Regions from separate parts of the Ovis aries genome. Here region 2 is linked to region 1. Evidence: chromatin contacts called from public Hi-C data. All regions are on one chromosome and are shown on one strand. Each heading gives the region's core, a stretch centred on a gene start, on an enhancer-like site or on the middle of the called end of the contact. The rest is flanking DNA. Distances are from core to core; before and after follow the strand shown. Region 1 holds the start of EPAS1 (endothelial PAS domain protein 1). Region 2 has its middle 64 kb from the start of EPAS1.

Evidence for each region. A called contact is a pair of places that touch in the nucleus more often than the background predicts.
Region 2: a contact with region 1 is called in a Hi-C map of liver, with 2.9 times the contacts expected there. The contact joins the enhancer-like site here to the promoter of EPAS1 in region 1. A contact is called at or near these places in 2 of 16 Hi-C or Micro-C datasets (liver and tail adipose tissue).

Annotation. Positions count from the first base shown.
Region 1 is chr3:78,053,619-78,058,089 of ARS-UI_Ramb_v3.0, forward strand. It overlaps EPAS1 (endothelial PAS domain protein 1), which reads right to left and starts at 1,989. Exons shown (of 16, transcript XM_015094403.3): 1 at 1,421-1,989. The coding sequence starts at 1,446.
Region 2 is chr3:78,117,720-78,121,812 of ARS-UI_Ramb_v3.0, forward strand. No RefSeq gene overlaps it. Among named protein-coding and RNA genes, the nearest start is that of EPAS1, 64 kb to the left of the region's middle. Within about 2 kb of position 2,587, at least 6 of the 54 cell types and tissues checked have an H3K27ac peak or open chromatin away from gene starts, as enhancers often do. A contact at or near this core is called in liver, where this site is marked.

The DNA.
Region 1 (4,471 bases), core at 739-3,238:
AGACTCCGTTAGCCATCTCAGGCCTGGGGGTGCCGCAGTGACGCGGGAGGGGCAGCTGCGGCCGTAAACTCAGAGTTAGGCTCAATCCCCTCCCCTTCTCCCTTCCACCCACGGCAATCCGGGAGCGAAGGGTCCGGGCGCTCTGCCAGAAAGGGCGCGATTTGCTCCTGTTTATCAAATCCTTATCGGTGCCCCGAGATGGGAACCGCCGCTTTCGACCAGAGGATACACGGTTTCTGGCTCCGGTCCCGAAGTCGGAACACGAGTAAATCGACCCAAACACTGAGCTCTTTGGGCTCCCCAGTTCGAAGCCAGTCACGCCCGCCCATCGCGGCTGGGTTCCTCATCTCCGAACCACCGTACAACCACCCAGCAGCTGATTTCCGGAGGCTCAGATCCTTCAGCCAGCCCACCACGCTTTCGATTACAGTTCCCCGTACTCCAGCCCCGCCAGCCACTGTCGAATACTGGGCGGAGAGCTCCAGCTCGCTGGGGCGGCACGAGTGAGGTTGAGAGGAAAGGGGAGCCAGGCTGCAAGCCGCGCACGATTGCAGGAGGCAAGGTGGTTCCCACGTCTGCGCGCCACGCCGTGCGCTCTCACCCTCGCCGGGAGAGGGCAGGAGGGCAGTGAGAGTTGGCCCGCGTTGCCTCTCACCCAGTGCCGAGAGGCTGGCGAGGGCAGGCGGACATATCGTGGCTGCCCTTCTCTGTCCTCTTGGGAGAGAGACACCGGGACCTGCCGGAGTGCCCGGTGTCGCCATCCCCTCCCCACACGCGAAGACAGTTGCTTCCGCGAGGCAGCCGGGCCCACTACCCACTCTCCCGCCGAGGCAAGCTGCGGGATGAGGAAAGGGACTTCTTCCAGCTTCCGTGGGGTCTGGAGCCCTGGAGTGGGTCCCTTCACTGCTCCCTGGCAGCTCTGCCGGGGCCCGTCCCAGCGCTGCATTCTGCCTCCGGCCCCTTGCCAGTGCCGGGAGGCAGCGCGGGCAGAGCTCATTTAGAAGGACCCCACGGGTCCCGAGGAAAAGAGTGGATGCTGCCCCTCAAGTGGGCCGTGAGAAAGTTGACTTGAGCGAGTCAACCAACAAACGTTTCAACAAGCTGGCGGCGTGAGTCTGGTGCGGGGTTTGGAGGCGGATGGATTTTGGAAGGTACCTCGGAAGCACCTCCGACCTCTAGGGCCATTTCCTGGCTTCGTTGTCCGCGCAGATTCCCGACTCCTTCGGGCCACAGAACTCTCGACCGCGAAGCCGGAGCGGCGCGTCCCCAGACTGGACACTTGCGCTCCCCTGCCAAACCTTCCAAATCGATCCCTGGGTCCTCAAACTCCCCTCCGCGCTCCTCTCCCAGCGGCGGTCCCGCGGGGCCCCGCCACCCCCACCCCGGACCAACTCCCCTGCCGGCTCGGACGCCCGCTTACCTTTTCTTCTCCTTGTCAGCTGTCATTGTCGCTGGGGCCCTTTGAGGCTCCGAACACCTGAGCTCCAGGGCCGGCGGGGGCTGCAGCCGCTACTTTCGCTGTGGCCCTAGCCCACTCCTCGAGGCCCACGCCGATGTGAAAGGTGCCAGGTGCTCGCAGGTCCCGAGCGTCCGCACGGTCAGGTGGAAGTTGCGGGCGGCAGGCTCGGTGCGCGGGAAGGGGGTGGAGAACGGTGACGGGGAGGAACCTGTACCGGGAGGCGGGGTCGGGAAAGGAGTGGAAGGACGCTGTCAAACGCAAAAAAAAAAAGTGGGGGGCGGTGGGCACCGAGCAGGGGGCTGAAGTTTCTTTTTCCTTCGAAAAGAAGTCAGGAGTCGCTTTTCTGGGTTTTCAAAATACAAGAAGCGGCTTGAAAACGACGGGAGTTGGCAGAGTCCGGGGCCGGGCAGACGCGGAGGCTATGACCATACAGTCTCAGGACACTGCCGAGGATTGTACGGCCGCCTCAGGAAAGCTGGGGCGGGAGGCGGCGGGCGCCGGAGCTGTGCGTCGGGCCGCTCCCGAATGTCGGGCTCGCGGGCCGGTCAGCCCACTTTAAAAACTCCGGCGGCCAGCGGGGGTGGGGAGGGCGCGAGGGGCGCGGGCGCCGCGGGCGGGGGCCGGGGGCGGGCTCGCGCAGGCAGGCAGGCCCCGCCCCCGTCCGCCCCGCCCCGCCCCCGTGCCCCCGCCCCGCCCGCGCCGCGCGCCGCGGCAGCCCTCGGCGTCCCGGCCAATCGGGAGGCGCGGCCGCAGCCTGTGCCCTGACCCCGGCCCGCCCCGCGGCCCCCGCGCGCGGCTCGGCCGCGGCCCGCCCGCCCCGCCTCCGCCCTCTGCGGTTAGCGAAGTTGTTTATGAGGTCGGCGGGGTGGCGGGAGGTAGGTGGGACTCCGCACCGAGGAGGCGCACCTTGGTGGGGCTAAGCGGCGGCGAGGACCGGGTTTCCGGGGGGTGCTTGCAGGCGCGCCTGTGCTCGCGTAAGCCCGGGTCCTCCCACCTCTGCCCTGTCCTTGGGACCCCGGCTCAACCGCGAGCGCCCGGGGCCCCGCGCTTCATAGAGCCACTCGGCGATGCCGCGCTCCCGCGTCCCTCGCCCCGCTGCCTGTGCCATCGGGTCGGGGGGTAATTCCGAGGTCCCAAACGCTGCGCTCGGTCTGGGGCGATGTGTTTTTCCGGCAGAACGCAGCTAGCTTAGCAGCCCCGAGAGAGAGAGGCAGGGAGACCGATCCCTTGTGCCTGTCGGATCCGGGGAAACAGTGCAGTGAAACTGAGTTACTGCTGCCTCTGCTCTTCTCTTCTTTCACCTGGCACGTCGGTTGCCTGCGGGGTTGCGCCGAGCTGGAGGGGATGCCTGTTCGAAGGTCTTTCGGACGCTCTGGCTTGCCTCGCCCAGCTCCCAACACCCGGCCACCACCGCGCGGGTCCGGGCCAGTTCAGAATTGGAGAAGGAGTCTGGTTTTATAGCGTGATCTCGGGATAATAGTTGACAGCGTGTCCTCAAATCGCATAATTTCAGGCCTGCCCAATGTATCTCCGCGGTCCAGTTGAAGCCCTGGTAACGAAAAGACTGCAGGTGTAGGGAGATCAGAGGTCCAGGGGCCGTCAGAGCCCAAGGTTTTCCAGCTGCTCTTTCGGCGCCGCAGCTTTTGGGCTTCCCTTGTAGCTCAGTTGGTAAAGAATCTGCCTGCAGTGCAGGAGACTAGGGTTCGATTCCTGGGTTGGGAAGATCCCCTGGAGAAGGAAGTGGCAACCCACTCGAGTATCCTTGCCTGGAAAATCTCATGGACAGAGGGCTGCAGTCCATGGGGTCGCAAAGAGTCGGGTACGACCGAGCGACTAACACTAACAGGGACCCGCACCCGCTGGGGATCCTCTGCTCTGTGCTGTCGCTGACTGCTCTCCCAAGAATCCCACCCTATTCCCTACCTACATGGCAGTGATCCAGCAGGGATATTTCTGGAAGGGACCGGGAGGATTTTAATCTTTGAAGCTCATTTGAGAAGGGCACGGGCTTCACAGGTGTGAGCTGAAGAGAAGAGAAAGCAAGGGTGGTGGAACTCGTCCACCCTAGGACCCTAAGCCTTGCTGTTCCTCCCCCCACCCTTAGTTTCCCCACATTTTATACAAAAATAATCTGCTGTAAGGCACCTTCAGTACTGTTAGGCTAAGTGAAAAAAGCCAGTCACAAAAAGGCAAACGCTGTGTGATTCCACTCTTGACGTTTCCAGTCAGATTCATAGAAGAAACAAACCAGAAGGGGGTGGTGTGAGGGATTCATGCTTAATATGTATAGAGTTTTAGTTTTGCAGGATGAAAAAGTTCTAGACGATGAACAATGTGAACATATTAACAATACTGAATTGTATGCTTAAAATGGTCAAGGGGGTGTTTATGTTTTTTAAAACATAATACAAAAGGAAGTATCAAGAAATAAGATACATAAGAGTTTGGTATAAGTTTTTGTCACCACCAAAATACAAAATAAACATGTGTTTGCCCCCTTGCAAGCCATAAGAGGGGTGGGAGTACTTTTCAGGAGCCTTTGGAAGGCACTGGAAAGCAGAATAGGAATAGGTGAAAAAACCAGCAGAGAACTGGGGAAACAGGCATATTTTCTCATTTCCCTAGGGTTGCTGAGCACTGTGCACACAGACTTTGAAATCAAATATCAGGCCCGAAGTTAGGAAATTCAAACAAAAAATTGCAAGTCCCTCTAGGGAACCTTTTCTTGGTGTTGGTGGGTTTTCAGTTCAGTTCAGTCGCGCAGTCATGTCTGACTCTTTGCTACTCGCCAGGCCTCCCTGTCCATCACCAACTTCTGGAGTTTACCCAAACCCATGTCCATTGAGTTGGTGATGCCATCCAACCATATCATCCTCCGTCGTCCCCTTCTCCTCCTGCCTTCAGTCTTTCCCAACATCCGGGTCTTTTGAAATAAGTCAGCTCTTTGCATCAGGTGGCCAAAATACTGGAGTTTCAGCTTTAACATCAGTCCTTCCAATGAATACCCAGGAC
Region 2 (4,093 bases), core at 1,337-3,836, 65 kb after region 1:
AGGAAGTCAAGATGTTATAAGCAACTAGCAACAGAGGCCCACTATAGGGTGTCCTTTTGGGCCTAAGGGGTTTAGTGAAAGCAGAGATGGGAATGTAGGGCTGAGTAGCAAGGATTGGAGTCATGAAAGCTGAGTGTACCTAGGGAGGGCACCAGAGCGAGCAAAGATGAGAAAGGTTGGAAGGGCACCATGAGATCTCAAATATCTGAACCTCTGAAGATGGTAGGTCTGGGTCTGACTGATGAATGGGCCAGGCCAGACCTCAGGAAGCCCACCGGTCCACCCCACAATGAGGAAACCGTTCACCTTGGGACGCCCATCTCCCTGCTCTCAGTTGATTGGATCAGGCCAGGTACCTGCTCCAAGTCCTGTCCACACAGTAGTCTGGCAAGAACTCTCTGCCCAGAGAATATTGGGACTGATTGGGTCAATAGATCCTTGTCCTGTGCCAGGTGGTGGTGGATGTTAAAGGAGAGAAAGAGAAAGAAAGATTATTAGTTTGTGGTGAGAGTAAAAGGAAAAGGGCAGAGAGGAAAGAGAAAGACTGCATCTCCTGTGGCAAGACACTGAGTGCAAGAGCTGAACGGGTGGCCCAAGTTCTGAGCCCCTAGACTGTACTCCAGCCTCTAAGCCCTGGCTCCTGTCCACTGTGGTCTTTCTTGGAGGCTCTTCCTGGCTTTTTCCAGGTCTAGCCACACGGTTGAGGTTTGCATTGCCATCCTCACCTGCCTCCCCACACCTGCTGCAGGAGACCACCTACTCTGGGCACCTAACTTGATAAGGAATCAGTCTCCTTGGAGGGCAGGCTGAGAAGCTGGAGTTCTAGTTTACAGGCAGTGGGGCACATGGAATATATTTTGAGCTGTTTAGGAAGCAGTATGGAGAGTGGGATAGAGCAGGGCAAGGCTGGAGGAGGGAACGGAGGTTGGGAGGCTCTCTCTGGATCCAGGAGAGAGGGGCTGAAACAGGACAGGGGTGGTGGCTGTGGGGCAGAGCACCATGAATGGTCTTCAGAGACCTTACAGAGGTGAGACTGATCTGATTTGGTGATAGGTAGATGGGGTTTAGGGGTGAGAGAATACAGTCAAAGACCCCTGGGTATAGAAACATGGGGAGGAACGGTTTGGGAGAGAGACTGGGTAAAGCTGAAGGAGCTTCTATGACATTCAGGTGAGCTCAGGGTGGAGATTTGGGTCAGGACCCTGAAAACGGGCAGGTGCGACAAGCATCTTTTCAGCTATAAAGCATGGCCAGCCTCTTGTGGGATGAGATGAAGCCATAAGCTGAGTGATGCTGTCTAGAACTCTGCCTTCCTCCTGGGTCTAGATAAGGAATTTCCTGAAGGGTAGAGGCACCAAGACATCCAAATGTGATTGAGAGGTCCCCATGAAAAAGTGGGCAACAGGCTTGAACAGGAACTTCACACAAGAGGACATCCCAGCCAGCAATAAACATATAAAATGTGCTCACCAGACTCATCTCCAACACTTATGGGGCCCAGAGCCTCTAAGTCTAGTGTCAGCCTAGCTAATATAAATCTCAATATTTCAGGTATAAATTGAGTCAGCACACTGGTAAGTGAAATCTGTTTCATCCTCCTAACCCCACACATTCACAGTGATCTGAAATGCCAGGTTCCAACTGACAACTTTCAGATTCCTGGGAGCTGAGGCCTGAATGAAGGTGGTGATTCTGGCAGATGAGGCCCCAGTCCCAGGCCCCTAGTCCACGCTCATCTTTTCCCCACTCCTAGCAATGTCTTGCATTGCAGAGGACCTCACACTCGTGTGGGTACACTCTGGCCTACATGTCCACAGTCCACCACAGCCAGCAAACTTCTGCCCTGTGACCAGCCTTGAGATTAGAGATCGTATCCACCTCCTGGGATAGTGCCCCCAAGGAGAAGAGCCTGGGAAAGTTGCCCGTTTAGGCTCTGGAACCTGTTCTGGGGACACTGGGATAAGAAATTCCAGAGTCCCAAGTACCAGCTACATCCTTAACTGAATAACTTAACCTCTATGAGCCTCAGTTTGGTCATTATAAAGACTCAATAAAACCTCCTTTACTAGGTCGTTATGAGGTAAGAACATTATGTAAGTCTAAATCCTCATTCAAATGTTAGTCCAATAAATTTAATGGTGCTAGCCTGGGCACTAACTGGACAGCTTGGCCCCGGCTGTGAGGTGTCACCCAGCATGGTGACAAACTCAGGCAGGGCTGGGTTCCAGCCGAACCCCTACGGCAGCCCCTGAGGAAGGGCAGGGGGCAGCTGACCAGCACCCGCCACAACCTGAGGGCCAGATGGGCAAGAACCCTGGTGCCCCCAACCCCCCTCAGGCCTTAGACGGATGCACGCCCTTGGCTGGGAGGCCTGACTGGGCTTGGAGCTCTGGCACCAGCCCTTAGTTGGGTAACAGGATTCTGGCCCCCGCAGTGTATCTGCCAACTGGGCTGGCTTACAGCTTGGGTGTGTATGTGCCAGAAGCGGGGAGACCTATTTTTGCTCCAGCCACAGGCCAGTGGGCCGAAAAAAAGGTTAAATTAAGATGACTGTTTTTTTTTTTTCTTCCTTAATGTCTGAAGAGTGCAACTCACCTACTTTTTAACAGAAGTGATTAAAAAGTCTCCTCGGGGAGAACAAGGAATCCTGAATGTGTGTAGGTCTGCGTGAGGCAGGCAAAGCAGGAGACAAGGCAAAAGGGTTGAGGATAGAAAGCGAAGAAGGCAGTGGAAGGGGAGGGAGAAGGATGGTGTGGGGTACGTGTGGAGGGAAGGAGGAAGAGAAAGCCAGGACAGACAGATGTGCAGAGACAGAAGGTAAGAGGCAGAGATGAAGAAAGATAGCTGGAGAGAGGACAAAAGAATCAGTGGGTCTGAGCAGCACATTGAAGGAGGTCATGAGGTGATGTGTGTTCAGAGGCAACATCATCCTGGCTAAGCACTGTTCTAGCTCCTCAGTTACTCCTCTCTGCAACCCCACAAAGGGTCCATTCTCAGTGAATGAACCCAAGCAGCCCATCACAGAGGAAGCTATTCTCTATCACCCCAGATACATCTCAGGCCAAAAGCACACACTCTTCTCCAGTATCCCTGTCGTTTCATGAACAAAGGCTGGAAGAATGTTAACCTGGGGAAGACTCTGGTAAACAGCCCCCAGACCACCTTAAGACACTCAGACAAGGAGAGGTATCTCCTTCCCAAGAACTTTCCAACATAGCCAGGGTCCCCAACCCAGCCAGGGCAGACCTGACACCAAGGCCCAGTGGGCAGCTGCTTCCCGAGATGAGATTTGAGAATGCCAGGGAGAGAGCCCTACCCCAGAGAAATTCCTCTGCTGCCAGTGAGGGCTTTGACCCTGACCTTCAGGTAACAGCCCCTAGCAGAGCCAGAGCCCGGAAGCCTAGCTGTGGGGTACCTGGCAAAGTTTTCCAAGTCCCAGTTTCCCATCCTAACTAGGGATAATGTTCCTTCTTGCCCACTTCCCAGCATTGCTGTGAAAACCGAGCTGTGAATGAGTGTACAAGATCATAGCCTGGAGTTTGAATTTGATTCTGCCACTAACTAGTCAGGTAATTCTGTTCTCTCACCGATAGTAAGAGGGGAAACAGGGCTGTTATGACAATGAGGAAAAGTAATTCGTAATGATCTTGCAAGACTTGGTGGCCAATAAGAGGTCCTTCAGTACTTCTCCTAATGTAAGCTCTGAAGCTAAAACATTGTTGTGATTCTTTGTGTGTAGGTACTCATACCACCTTCTGGAACCCCAGGGCACGTATTCCTTTGAGGGAAACACACCAAACCCATGGTTAGTGTCTTTTCACAAATATTTTCCAATAGGATGGGCAGATGGGAGCAAGTTTCTGATTTGTTGGGGGGTGGGGTGGATGGTGGGGAGAATGAAAATAATCATAAAATATCAACTTGGTAGTGATTATCTGTATTGACTGGTAAATTAATCATGTTATCCAAAAAGCCCAACAAACCCTAACTAGTATAAACAGAATATTGAATTAATTAATAATTGTATTACTATTTTGAGCATACACATAATCTCTGGTTTTATACCCACAGCATTTCAGAATTCTGTAAACTG